2 separate regions of the Oncorhynchus kisutch genome follow, and region 2 is linked to region 1. The links are chromatin contacts, called in public Hi-C maps. All regions are on one chromosome and are shown on one strand. Each heading gives the region's core, a stretch centred on a gene start, on an enhancer-like site or on the middle of the called end of the contact. The rest is flanking DNA. Distances are from core to core; before and after follow the strand shown. Region 1 holds the start of hs1bp3 (HCLS1 binding protein 3). Region 2 holds the start of LOC109904562 (transmembrane protein 151B-like).

Region 1 (6,139 bases), core at 1,979-4,478:
TTTTAGGCTGTTATTTTCCTGTGTAGCCTGCTAACAACTTCATGAGTCCTAATCAGTTACTATCATTTAGTTGGCAATTAAAACAGATCCAGATCATCAATAGATGTAGACTCATTTTGTTGGATATACTTGAGAATGTCGATTTGATCCTTCACCTCATTTGCAACTGGAAGAACACCCACAACTGGGCCCCTACCACCTGAGACTAGAGAGGAGGGCTTCACAGGCAGTTTTGGCTTTGGGGCCAGTTTGGGTTTGGGGGCAGGAACTGGCCTGATACTTTTCTTCACCTGGAGGAGCTTGTCAAAGTTGTCTTCTATCCTGAAAAGGGAAACAAGGACAATGTTGAATGGCTAATACAATGTTGTAATAACCCCTTTGTCTCGCAAATAACTATAACTGTATACCTGAAAAGTTCATCTGTATCCTCATCCAGTCCTGAATCTGCAGATGCCACATCCTTGTATGCTGTTGGAAGTAGTAAAGGGTCACCCAACTTCACTTTCCACATCAAGTCTGGCTCCTTAAACAGCTTAACGTTGCCTGTTAGCACAATGAAGATATGAGTTGAACTTAAATTGGACAAGAGGCAAGCTTCCTTGGGAACAGATCTGATATCTTCATTTACGGGATGTCAGTCTGGAATCTCTGACACTGACACTGTTTGTAGAGAGCTAATGACATTGTCATTGCAGTTCCTATGGAAGCAATAAATGGAACACAGAATCTGTATTTAAATATTTATACTAACTGTCTTTGGCTGCAGGTTGAAACAAGTCGTCATCTATATCCTCAGCCTCATCAAACAGAGATAACTTAGGTTGGGTAGCCACTTTAGCCTGTGGAGGCTTTTTCTTCTTCTGCCTCATGCACCTGGGGGAAAGGGTGACAGAAAGCATTAAATACCATACAGTGCCTGTAGAAAGTATCCCCATTTTCAAATATTGTTGATTTACAGCCTGAAATGATATTTTCCCTTCAACCATTTGATCCAGAATACAGATATTTGAGAAGATGCCAAAACCATTGAGAAAAACATCTAAAATGAACACAACCTCAGCAAGGCTCTTACTTTAAATTTCCTAGAGGTCCAAGGTACTGATCATCATCGTCATGTTCCTGCTCCTCTTCCCTAGGTTTCACTGGTGGAACATGTTTGGTTACTTTCGCAGCAGCAGCAGGGGTCTCCTCACTTTCAAAGAAATTATAGCCTTCTTCTTTATCCTGGTCCTGCCAATCTGCAACGTTCCTGGTTTTCGAATCTGCCATTGTGGACTTCGCCCCTACAGAAATATGAACTGTGAGCCAAATATTCTTTTTGACATTATATTCTTGATTAAATAAGGCAACTTCTACACTACAGGGAAGTACTGTTTATTTTTTCTGTTTGGTTAATAATTCATACTTTTCTTAAATAACTAGCCAGGCAGATACATGTCAATTTGAACCCCTGACTGCCTTGATATACAGTAACCTCATTGTAATATCACAGTTTGGTGCAGTAGTATTAGTACTAATCCCCAAGGTTGAAAATTTTCTGACCTATGTAGTTTGCATTAAGATAGAGGGGTGGCATTAGTGTAGGCGAATGAGTTAGAAAGTGCAAGTTTCAGTCAGAGACAAGCAAATTAAACAAGTTATTTACCAAAACTCTATAGAAAAAATACTATTTACTGTAGTGCTTTGTGGTACATTACCTAAGAGCTCCAACACCTCTGGGCAAGTAGCAAGTGTAGAATTCTTGGAGATGAACTTGACCAGTTCGTCAAAGGCCACCCTACGCTCCCGGATGTCTGCCTCGCCTACAAACAGGGCCTTGCGAGGCATGGCTGGTAAGGTGATCTTCGGATATTGACCCATGAGTCTGTAGTAAAACTCATCAATTTCACTGTATTTCTTTGAAACCTGCAAAACACATGTAAAACATGCAGGGTCTAGGTATGCCTGTAGCTTTTATAGCAATGCTTTGGGGTTCAAATCTAACCGTTAGAATTGTATATTTGGTTGTTGTTCAAAATCTTTATGTTATTATGCATTATGTAGCTGTTATAAAGGGTTTAGGAATGCATACTGTACATACTGAATGCTACAGTGAAGTGTTACCACAATTTCACACCAAGCAGTAGCTGCAACACCATCACTTTCAATTTGAGGTGATTAGGGGCACAGGGGCAGGATGCTAAATACTTATGTTTCCACCTAACTTAAATGGGACTGGGACTACCTGTGACTACCTACCACCAGCTGTACAATATCTTCAGGTTTGTGCTTGGCGGATTTGAAGGCAGCCAGCCGAGTCACCACAATAATCTGGTACTCCACATGACCTGTCATCATCGTACCACGGATCTCCTGGTAAAGAGGCACCTGCAGATCTATGCCTGTCACCTCATTCTGCAACAGCCTGGGATGGAAAACATTGTGACATTGACCAAAAGTAATTCAAATCAAATCAAATCAAATGTATTTATATAGCCCTTCGTACATCAGCTGATATCTCAAAGTGCTGTACAGAAACCCAGCCTAAAACCCCAAACAGCAAGCAATGCAGGTGTAGAAGCACGGTGGCTAGGAAAAACTCCCTAGAAAGGCCAATACCTAGGAAGAAACCTAGAGAGGAACCAGGCTATGTGGGGTGGCCAGTCCTCTTCTGGCTGTGCCGGGTGGAGATTATAACAGAACATGGCCAAGATGTTCAAATGTTCATAAATGACCAGCATGGTCGAATAATAATAAGGCAGAACAGTTGAAACTGGAGCAGCAAAGTGCAAGATTCATTCAAGAACAGAACTGTGGAGTGACATCGTGACACTGTTCCAACGGTAAACAGCAAGAAAGGAATCCAGCAAACATGTCAATGACACCTTTTATTTCACTACATGCTGATATTAATTTATATGTGCACAATAGTTTGGTGAATAGTTGCAACTAAGTCAAAGGGACCCCTGGGTTGGTACAGGGAAAAACAAGGACTGGCTTCAACAAGTAAACAACGATGGGGATGTGTTTCACACGTGTTAATGTTATCAGGCAACCTCGAAACGTCAAAGAAAGATAGCTACGAAATGTTCTTTATTTTACCTGCTTGTAATAAGTCCGTCTGGCATTGTGGTAAGATTTCTGTCCTGTCTCTGTTTAGCTGTAATCAAGCTGACCACCCCCATTCCCTACTGTTATGATACAAGTCATGGGATGGGAACTAGATACTGTTTCGGCTGCAGGCATACAAAACAGGAACTTCCGGTTTTAGCCTTCAAAATAAAAGCGCGCTGCTGCACTCGTTCTGCACAGCACAAGCGCCGGGCGGTGAGTTGCGAATATTTTACAGTTGCTTGTCGTCTGGGAAGGAGGCACATCGACTGATAGTAAGTCGAGGCATATGTCAGTAGCAGAACAAGCTCAAATCAAGTAAAAACTAACTTGTTTCGACAGCAAAGCTAGGTAACTAGGTCATCATCTACATTGGCTATGATCAGCTGATAGCCCATCCGTCTTTGCCTTTATGGCTTTTGCGTGCAGCCCTGCTACACTAATAGCAATCGGGCACCCGTGTGAGAACTCGTTGGGCTAGAATACCGCCATACCAGCATAGAACTCTCCATAAGCCACGCCCCAGTGGGAAGCTCTAGGCATGTTGCCTAGAAAAAAAATACATTTACAATGTGTCCGCGGTGGTTCTGTGTAGCCTAGTAATGCTAAAATATTTCAGACCAGTGTATTGTAGTTAATTTCGTCTTTGACTCAATACGTTCAATATATTTGAGTAGTAAACAGGGAAACAACAACGAAGTGAAAGGAGATACCAAGTCAGTTTCATAGCTGAATGCTTTCAACCAAAATGTGTTTGCCGCAACCTTAACCCCCTAGGATCCAGGTAGTTCGCAAAAGAATATACCAGAGGGGGCATCGTTTTACTAGGCTACCTACTAGGCTACATTGGGATCATATGGTTACCACCAGTGTTCGAATACATTGAGTTCGTTGACAAAACAGCAGTGGTGGAAAAAATACCCAATTGTCATACTTGAGTAAAAATAAAGATACCCTTTTATAGAAAATGACTCAAGTGAAAGTCACCCTGTAAAAAAGTACTTGAGTAAAAGTCTAAAGTATTTGGTTTTAAATATAATTAAGTATCAAAAGTAAATGTGTAAATCTTTTCAAATTCCTTATTAAGTAAACCAGAAGGCACCATTGTCTTTGAATTTTAAATATACCTATAGCCAGGGGCATGCTCCAAACCTCAGACATAATTTACAAATGAAGCATGTGTGTGTTTAGTGAGTCTGCCAGATCAGAGGCAATCGGGAAGACCAGGGATGTTCTCTTGATAAGTGTGTGAATTACACAATTCTTCTGTCCTGCTAATCATTCAAAATGCAACGAGTACTTTTGAGTGTCAGGGAAAATGTATGGAGTAAAAATGACATACTTTTCTTTAGTAATATAGTGAAGTAAAAGTTGTCAAAAATATAAATAGTAAAGTACAGATACCCCCCAAAAAACTACTTAATTAAAATTACTTGAAAGTACTACTTAAGTACTTTATACCACTGCAAAACAGACTATTGGACGGAGATGCTCTTAAATACAAGTAAAACTAAATGCATGCTCTTCAACCGATCGCTACCTGCACCTACCCGCCTGTCCAACATCACTACTCTGGACGGCTCTGACTTAGAACACGTGGACAACTACAAATACTTAGGTGTCTGGTTGGACTGTAAACTCTCCTTCCAGACCCATATCAAACATCTCCAATCCAAAGTTAAATCTAGAATTGGCTTCCTATTTCGCAACAAAGCATCCTTCACTCATGCTGCCAAACATACCCTTGTAAAACTGACCATCCTACCAATCCTCGACTTTGGCGATGTCATTTACAAAATAGCCTCCAATACCCTACTCAACAAATTGGATGCCGTCTATCACAGTGCAATCCGTTTTATCACCAAAGCCCCATATACTACCCACCATTGCGACCTGTACGCTCTCGTTGGCTGGCCCTCGCTTCATACTCGTCGCCAAACCCACTGGCTCCATGTCATCTACAAGACCCTGCTAGGTAAAGTCCCCCCTTATCTCAGCTCGCTGGTCACCATAGCATCTCCCACCTGTAGCACACGCTCCAGCAGGTATATCTCTCTAGTCACCCCCAAGACCAATTCTTTCTTAGCCCAAACAACTACCTCTTTCCCAACTGTATTTAATTTTTATTTATTTATTTTGCTCCTTTGCACCCCATTATTTTTATTTCTACTTTGCACATTCTTCCATTGCAAAACTACCATTCCAGTGTTTTACTTGCTATATTGTATTTACTTTGCCACCATGGCCTTTTTTGTCTTTACCTCCCTTCTCACCTCATTTGCTCACATTGTATATAGACTTGTTTATACTGTATTATTGACTGTATGTTTGTTTTACTCCATGTGTAACTCTGTGTCGTTGTATCTGTCGAACTGCTTTGCGTTATCTTGGCCAGGTCGCAATTGTAAATGAGAACTTGTTCTCAACTTGCCTACCTGGTTAATAAATAAATAAAAAACCAAAACTGAAGTAATACTCCTTATTTTACTCAACTAGAGATTGAATTAACTGGTGTTTCTTTGAGAAGATGGGCCTGGCTGACATGAAAAAGACATTAAGTGGAAAGGATCCACACACACCACAGGCTGATTAACAATCTGCAAATCTCTTTATTTACAATGCTGGCTGCCATGGTTAACACAAACGCAGGACATTGAATGCTACCTGAATTGAAAAGTAACACAAATAGGCCTACAGTACCACAGCGAGGTCATACAGGTGTGTGTGTGTTTAGTCAGATTATCCAGTGTCCACAACAGCACGATTGATCATTCTTTGCCCCCAGTGCATGCTCGCAACCCTCATCTTGTCTCCGTCTCCTCTTCCGGAGAGCCTAAGGCTCTTGGACCGTTACTGAGTACATCCTGGCCTGACACCTGGACGTGCCTGGCCCAATCCCACCTGGCCCCCATCTACCTGCTAATCTAATTTTGCACGCCCAATTTTTCAGTTTTTGATTTGTTAAAAAAGTTTGAAATATCCAATAAATGTCGTTCCACTTCATGATTGTGTCCCACTTGTTGTTGATTGTTCACAAAAAATACAGTTT
Region 2 (6,139 bases), core at 1,607-4,106, 130 kb after region 1:
ACATGATTTGGAAAGGAATACACCTGTCTATATAAGGTCCCACAGTCGACAGTGCATGTCAGAGCAAAAACCAAGCCAGGAGGTCGAAGGAATTGTCCATAGAGCTCTGAGACAGGATTGTGTCGAGGTACAGATCTGGAGAAGGGTACCAAAACATTTCTGCAGCTTTGGCGGTCCCCAAGAACACAGTGACCTCCATCATTCTTAAATGAAAGAAGTGTGGAACCACCAAGACTCTTCCTAGAGCTGAGGAGTGGCTTCCATCTGGCCACTCTACCATAAAGGCCTGATTGGTAGAGTGCTGCAGAGATGGTTGTCTTTCTGGAAGGTTCTCCCATCTCCACAGAGTGACCATCAGGTTCTTGGTCACCTCCCTGACCAAGGCCCTTCTCCCCCGATTGCTCAGAAACATGCGTGAATTTCACCATTTTTGAAACTGAGCAATTGGGGGAGAAGGGCCTTGGTCGGGGAGGTGACCAAGAATCCAATGGTCACTCTGACAGAGCTCTAGAGTTCCTCTGTGGAGATGGGAGAACCTTCCAGAAGGACAACCATCTCTGCAGCACTCCACCATTCAGGCCTTAATGGTAGAGTGGCCAGACGAAAGCCACTCCTCAGTAAAAGGCACATGACATGACTTGAAGTTTGGCAAAAGACCCCTAAAGGACTCTCAGACCATGAGAAACAAGATTCTCTGGTCTGATGAAACCAAGATTGAACTCTTTGGCCTGAATGCCAAGCGTCAAGTTTGGAGGAAACCTGACACCATCCCTACAGAGAAGCATGGTGGTGGCAGCATCATGCTGTGGGGATGTTTTTCAGCGGCAGAGATTGGGAGACTAGTCAGGATTCATCTATAAGTCTTTGCTAGGTATAGCAAAGTCTGTGCTAGGTATCAGCTCACTGGTCACCGACCCGTAGCACACGCTCCAGCAGGTATATTTCACTGGTCATCCCCAAAGCCAACACCTACTTTGGCTACCTTTCCTTCCAGTTCTCTGCTGCTAATGACTGGAACGAATTGCAAAAATCCCTGAAGTTGGGACTTCAGTGAGACTTATATCTCCCTCACTAACTTTAAGCATCAGCTGTCACAGCATCTTACCAATCACTGCAGCTGTACACAGCCCATCTGTAAATAGCCCATCCAACCAGCCAACTACCTACCTCATCCCCATATTTGTTTTTGTTTTTCTGCTCTTTTGCACTCCAGCATTTCTACTTGCACATCCTGATCTGCACATATATCACTCCAGTGTAAATTGCTAAATTGTCATTACTTTGCCACTATTGGCCGATTTATTGCCTTACCTCCTTACTTCATTTGCACCCACTGTATACAGATTTTTCTATTGTGTTATTGACTGTAGGTTTGTTTGTCCCATGTGTAACTCTATGTTGTTGTTTTTGTCGCACTGCTTTGCTTTATCTTGGCCAGGTCGCAGTTGTAAATGAGAACTTGTTCTCAACTGGCCTACCTGGTTAAATAAAGGTGTTCTCAACTGGCCTACCTGGTTAAATAAAGGTGTTCTCAACTGGCCTACCTGGTTAAATAAAGGTGTTCTCAACTGGCCTACCTGGTTAAATAAAGGTGTTCTCAACTGGCCTACCTGGTTAAATAAAGGTGTTCTCAACTGGCCTACCTGGTTAAATAAAGGTGTTCTCAACTGGCCTACCTGGTTAAATAAAGGTGTTCTCAACTGGCCTACCTGGTTAAATAAAGGTGTTCTCAACTGGCCTACCTGGTTAAATAAAGGTGTTCTCAACTGGCCTACCTGGTTAAATAAAGGTGTTCTCAACTGGCCTACCTGGTTAAATAAAGGTGTTCTCAACTGGCCTACCTGGTTAAATAAAGGTGTTCTCAACTGGCCTACCTGGTTAAATAAAGGTGTTCTCAACTGGCCTACCTGGTTAAATAAAGGTGTTCTCAACTGGCCTACCTGGTTAAATAAAGGTGTTCTCAACTGGCCTACCTGGTTAAATAAAGGTGTTCTCAACTGGCCTACCTGGTTAAATAAAGGTGAAATAAAAAATATATATAATAAAAAGGATTGAGGGAAAGATGAACAGAGCAAAGTACAGAGAGATCCTTGATGAGAACCTGCTCCGGAGCGCTCAGGACCTCAGACTGGGGCGAATGTTCCCCTTCCAACAGGACAATGACCCTAAGCACATAGCCAAGGCAACGAAAGTCTCTGAATGTCCTTGAGTGGTCCAGCCAGAGCCCGGACTTGACAGTGCTTCAACAAAGTACTGAGTAAAGGGTCTGAATACTTATGTAAATGTGATATTTCCGTTTTTTATTTTTAATACACTTGCAAAAAAATCTATAAACCTGTTTTTGCCCTCCCTGTCATTATGGGGGTATTGCGTGTAGATTGATGAGGGGGGAAAACAATTTAATCCGTTTTAGAATAAGGCTGCAACATATCAAAATGTGGAAAATGTGCATACGATGCCATCTGCTGTTTCATTTAGGGTTTGCATTTCAGAACATTATTTTAACTTGCACTCAAGACATCTCTTTTTAAACATAGGTAACATAACAATTTCACCATGTCTTGCCCATATACGTAGCTATATGCTTTTGCCTTTTGGTTTTCTTACCATTTTTTTGTGTGTTTTGTTGTGTTTATGTATGTTATGTATTGAGTATACATTAACTTAGGCTATAGTAGGCCTACATAGTATTATTAGTAGGCTAGTATTAATAGGTGTAATTAGAATTAGTAGTATTGTTATAGGCTTGTATTAGTCATGCTAATATTATTATTACTATTGGGTATTATTGTTAGGTTGTTATTCATATTATACAAAGGCATTATAACAGGTGTATGAGCCGACCTTATATGTTCAGGTTGACTACAAAATGCTCAGTGGACAGTGTGACTTCAGCATACCGGCAAGGTCATATTCCTCAATCTGACTGAGGGAGAATTCAAACACTATTCTAAATAGACTGATTCTCTTGCAAGTTGCCGCTGGCATAAATGTTTTCTTGTTTGCGACATTTTTATCACAGCTCAGTCATTTATTGGTCTGTTACCTGCATGTTTTATTCGATGAAATGTTTGCCAGCAGATCTCTCGGCTGCTGCCTTGATGGGGTATAAAGGCTATGATTAGCAAATAAATCAAGATATTTGTGTGCAAATTAACAAAGGACACTGGATAGATACAAGCGACTATCTCAACGTCGGAGCAAGCAATTTAAGCGCAATTCGCAACTCCACGCCCTACTGCTAATCGGTACCACAATGTCCCCTCCAGCCTCCGCTGCGGCAGCGAGTGAGAGCAGTACAACCACCGTTTTCGAGGAAGACACCAGAGAAGAGGTACCACTCTCATATCATATTATGCTGCCTTAAAATTGCCAGAAGCCTTGCTATAATAAAACATGTTCATAACCTCAGGCATAAAGCACCCAACCCCTTCCATGTTTTTGGCTGAATGTCACAGATGTTGCATAGCCTACATTATTTGATATTCATGACAATCGATCAGGGGGTATGACAATTATTTTGATCATTTGATGTTGGTTAAAAGTATTTGCAAGATAAATAGCTATTTACCAAGTATTTTCCTATTAAGAGTTGGTAGGCTATATGTTTCAATTGACTATAGGTTTAGACTGATTCATGTAAGAGCTGAGCTACCTTGCTGTGCATCAAATAGGAGCTTCATAGAAGAAGGGGGGGAAACATATTGTTAACAAAACGTCAGAAGCCCCCAAAGGAATCAAATCTTGAATGGTTAGAATGTTGTAATGGTGTGTCCGTTTACATTTACCAACACTGTATCCACTCTTTTTTGCATGCTTTGAATTAACAGCAGAGGCCCTTGAAGCAATCCCTGAGCAAGTCCCTGTGTAGAGAGAGCTTCTGGAAATGCCTGCTGCTCTCCATGCTCATGTACGGCTGCATGGGAGCCATGGTGTGGTGTCATGTCACCAAGGTGACTCGCCTCACCTTTGACAGTGCCTTCAAAGGGAAGTCCATGATGTACCATGACAGCCCCTGTTCTGACGGATACATCTACATCCCTCTGGCCTTCCTGCTCATGCTCTACCTGGTCTACTTGGTGGAGTGCTGGCACTGCAATGCCAAGAGTGAGCTGCAGCATAAAATGGATGTAGAGGGCATTTATGAACGTATCCAAAGGATGCAGCAAGCAAAACCCTGTATCTGGTGGAAGGCCATTAGCTACCATTATGTTAGACGGACTCGGCAGGTCACACGCTATCGTAATGGGGACGCCTACACCAGCACACAGGTCTACCACGAACGGGTCAACACCCATGTGGCTGAGGCTGATTATGACTATGGTCACTGTGGGATGAAGGACATCTCAAAACAACTGCTTGGTTTGGAGAAGGCCCCACTCACCAAACTGAGGTTCACCAAGTGCTTTAGTTTTGCTAATGTGGAGTCTGAGAACTCCTACCTCACCCAAAGAGCAAGGTTCTTCACTGACAACGAGGGGCTTGATGACTATATGGAGGCACGGGAGGGGATGCACCTGAAGGACATTAACTTAAAGGAGTGTGTGATTGTGTTTTCTGAACCTGACCACCACCCATGGTATGTGTCTCATCATGTGTTCTGGGCAGCATCCTTCCTCACCTTATCGTGGCCCCTGAGGGTTTTCACAGAGTACCGCACTGCCTACGTCCATTACCGTGTGGAGAAACTCTTCGGTGCGGATTACGTCCCTGTGACGCCTCTCGATGAACGCCCTTACAGCCACCGGATCCCCCGGGTCAACACCATCGACAGCACAGAGCTGGAGTGGCACATCCGTTCTAACCAGCAGTTAGTGCCTAGCTACTCTGAGGCTGGACTCATGGAACTGGCCCAGTGCTCCTCTGGTGGCTTTGGTGGTTTAAGACAGAACTGCGAGCGCTGTCACCGGGCAATGAGCAGCTCCTCTGTTTTCTCCAGGAGTGCCCTCAGCATATGTACCGGCAGTAGCCCGCGGGTCGGCCGGGTGCCCTACAGTGGCAGCCGCTTCTCCTTGGGCCGGCGCTACGGATCGCGACGCAGCTGTTTCTGGAGGAGTAGAAGCAGTTTGGATGAGCAATTGAGTCCCAGTGAGAACACCCGCTGCCTTTCCGGGCGCCTAACCACTGACGACGAGGACCCCCCAGATTACCAAGATGCTCTCTGCTTCCCCGTGCTAATTTTTCACTGTAGTGAGAACTGCCACAATCACAGGTCCTTTCATAGGAATGGCTCCTGTGTGGAGACCTCTCTATGACAATGCAATGTATTCACAGATAGCACAACTTTGTGTGTGAACAAAGATGTTTGCCCCGTGTGACACTAACAACTACAGAAAACCTCATGGCATAAGATTGTTAATGGGATTGGATAGATGTAAATCTTAGGTGCATATTCCCTCAATACCTTTTAACTAGTGATCACTAGGGGTGACATTTAGGCAGTGACAACACTAAAATATGGAGATGCTACCAAAAAAGAAATGTACACATTCAATGCAGTCAAGTCATTTTTTGGGTAAACTTTAGGCATAAGCCAAGGCCGGTGGGGATGATGCTGGAGTCTATGTTCTATATACGTTAATAAGTGTATTGAGTATAATTGTATTTGCATTCATTTCATAAATACTTTCATAAAGTCTTCCTCTTAATTATGAAATAACAATACACATTTATTCAACACATCAGTTGAGAGAAGTTTTTAAAATTAAAGTAATCTGGAAAAAAATCAACAGCAATAACTATGACTTCACCATTCTCTCATAATTGGAACCAACATGTTGAGATAACTGCCACATGAAAACAAACATCAATGGCACAGTTTCTATGACTTCCTTTTGTTTGTATCAGTTCTATTTGAACACTATATGATAGTCACATAGGCTATTGAAATGTAACATTGCTTACTTAATCTGCAAGTGGTGCCCCAACACCTTTTTAACAAAGGCACCTGCAAGTTATACAACTCCACTTTTCAGAGGGGTTTTGGTTTCCCCATTGGTTTAATAATATGAAGCACATGAGACATATTTTCATATAAGAGTTAGAACATGGCTCAAATTCTTTCCAACAACTCACAAATATCTGTTAATAATCACTTAAGGTCACACTAGACATGATGAATTGTAGCTGTAAATGTTGA

Evidence for each region. Hi-C and Micro-C count contacts between places; a contact is called where the count stands out from the background.
Region 2: a Hi-C map of muscle shows a contact between it and region 1, with 5 times the contacts expected there. The contact joins the promoter of LOC109904562 here to the promoter of hs1bp3 in region 1. A contact is called at or near these places in 2 of 2 Hi-C or Micro-C datasets (liver and muscle).

The regions. Positions count from the first base shown.
Region 1 is chrLG14:23,158,974-23,165,112 of Okis_V2, forward strand. It overlaps hs1bp3 (HCLS1 binding protein 3), which reads right to left and starts at 3,229. Exons shown (of 7, transcript XM_020501363.2): 1 at 3,082-3,229; 2 at 2,239-2,404; 3 at 1,698-1,905; 4 at 1,073-1,283; 5 at 752-873; 6 at 408-468; 7 at 1-321. The coding sequence starts at 3,164. The coding sequence ends at 78.
Region 2 is chrLG14:23,293,625-23,299,763 of Okis_V2, forward strand. It overlaps LOC109904562 (transmembrane protein 151B-like), which reads left to right and starts at 2,857. Exons shown (of 2, transcript XM_020501763.2): 1 at 2,857-3,334; 2 at 3,831-6,139. The coding sequence starts at 3,257. The coding sequence ends at 5,255.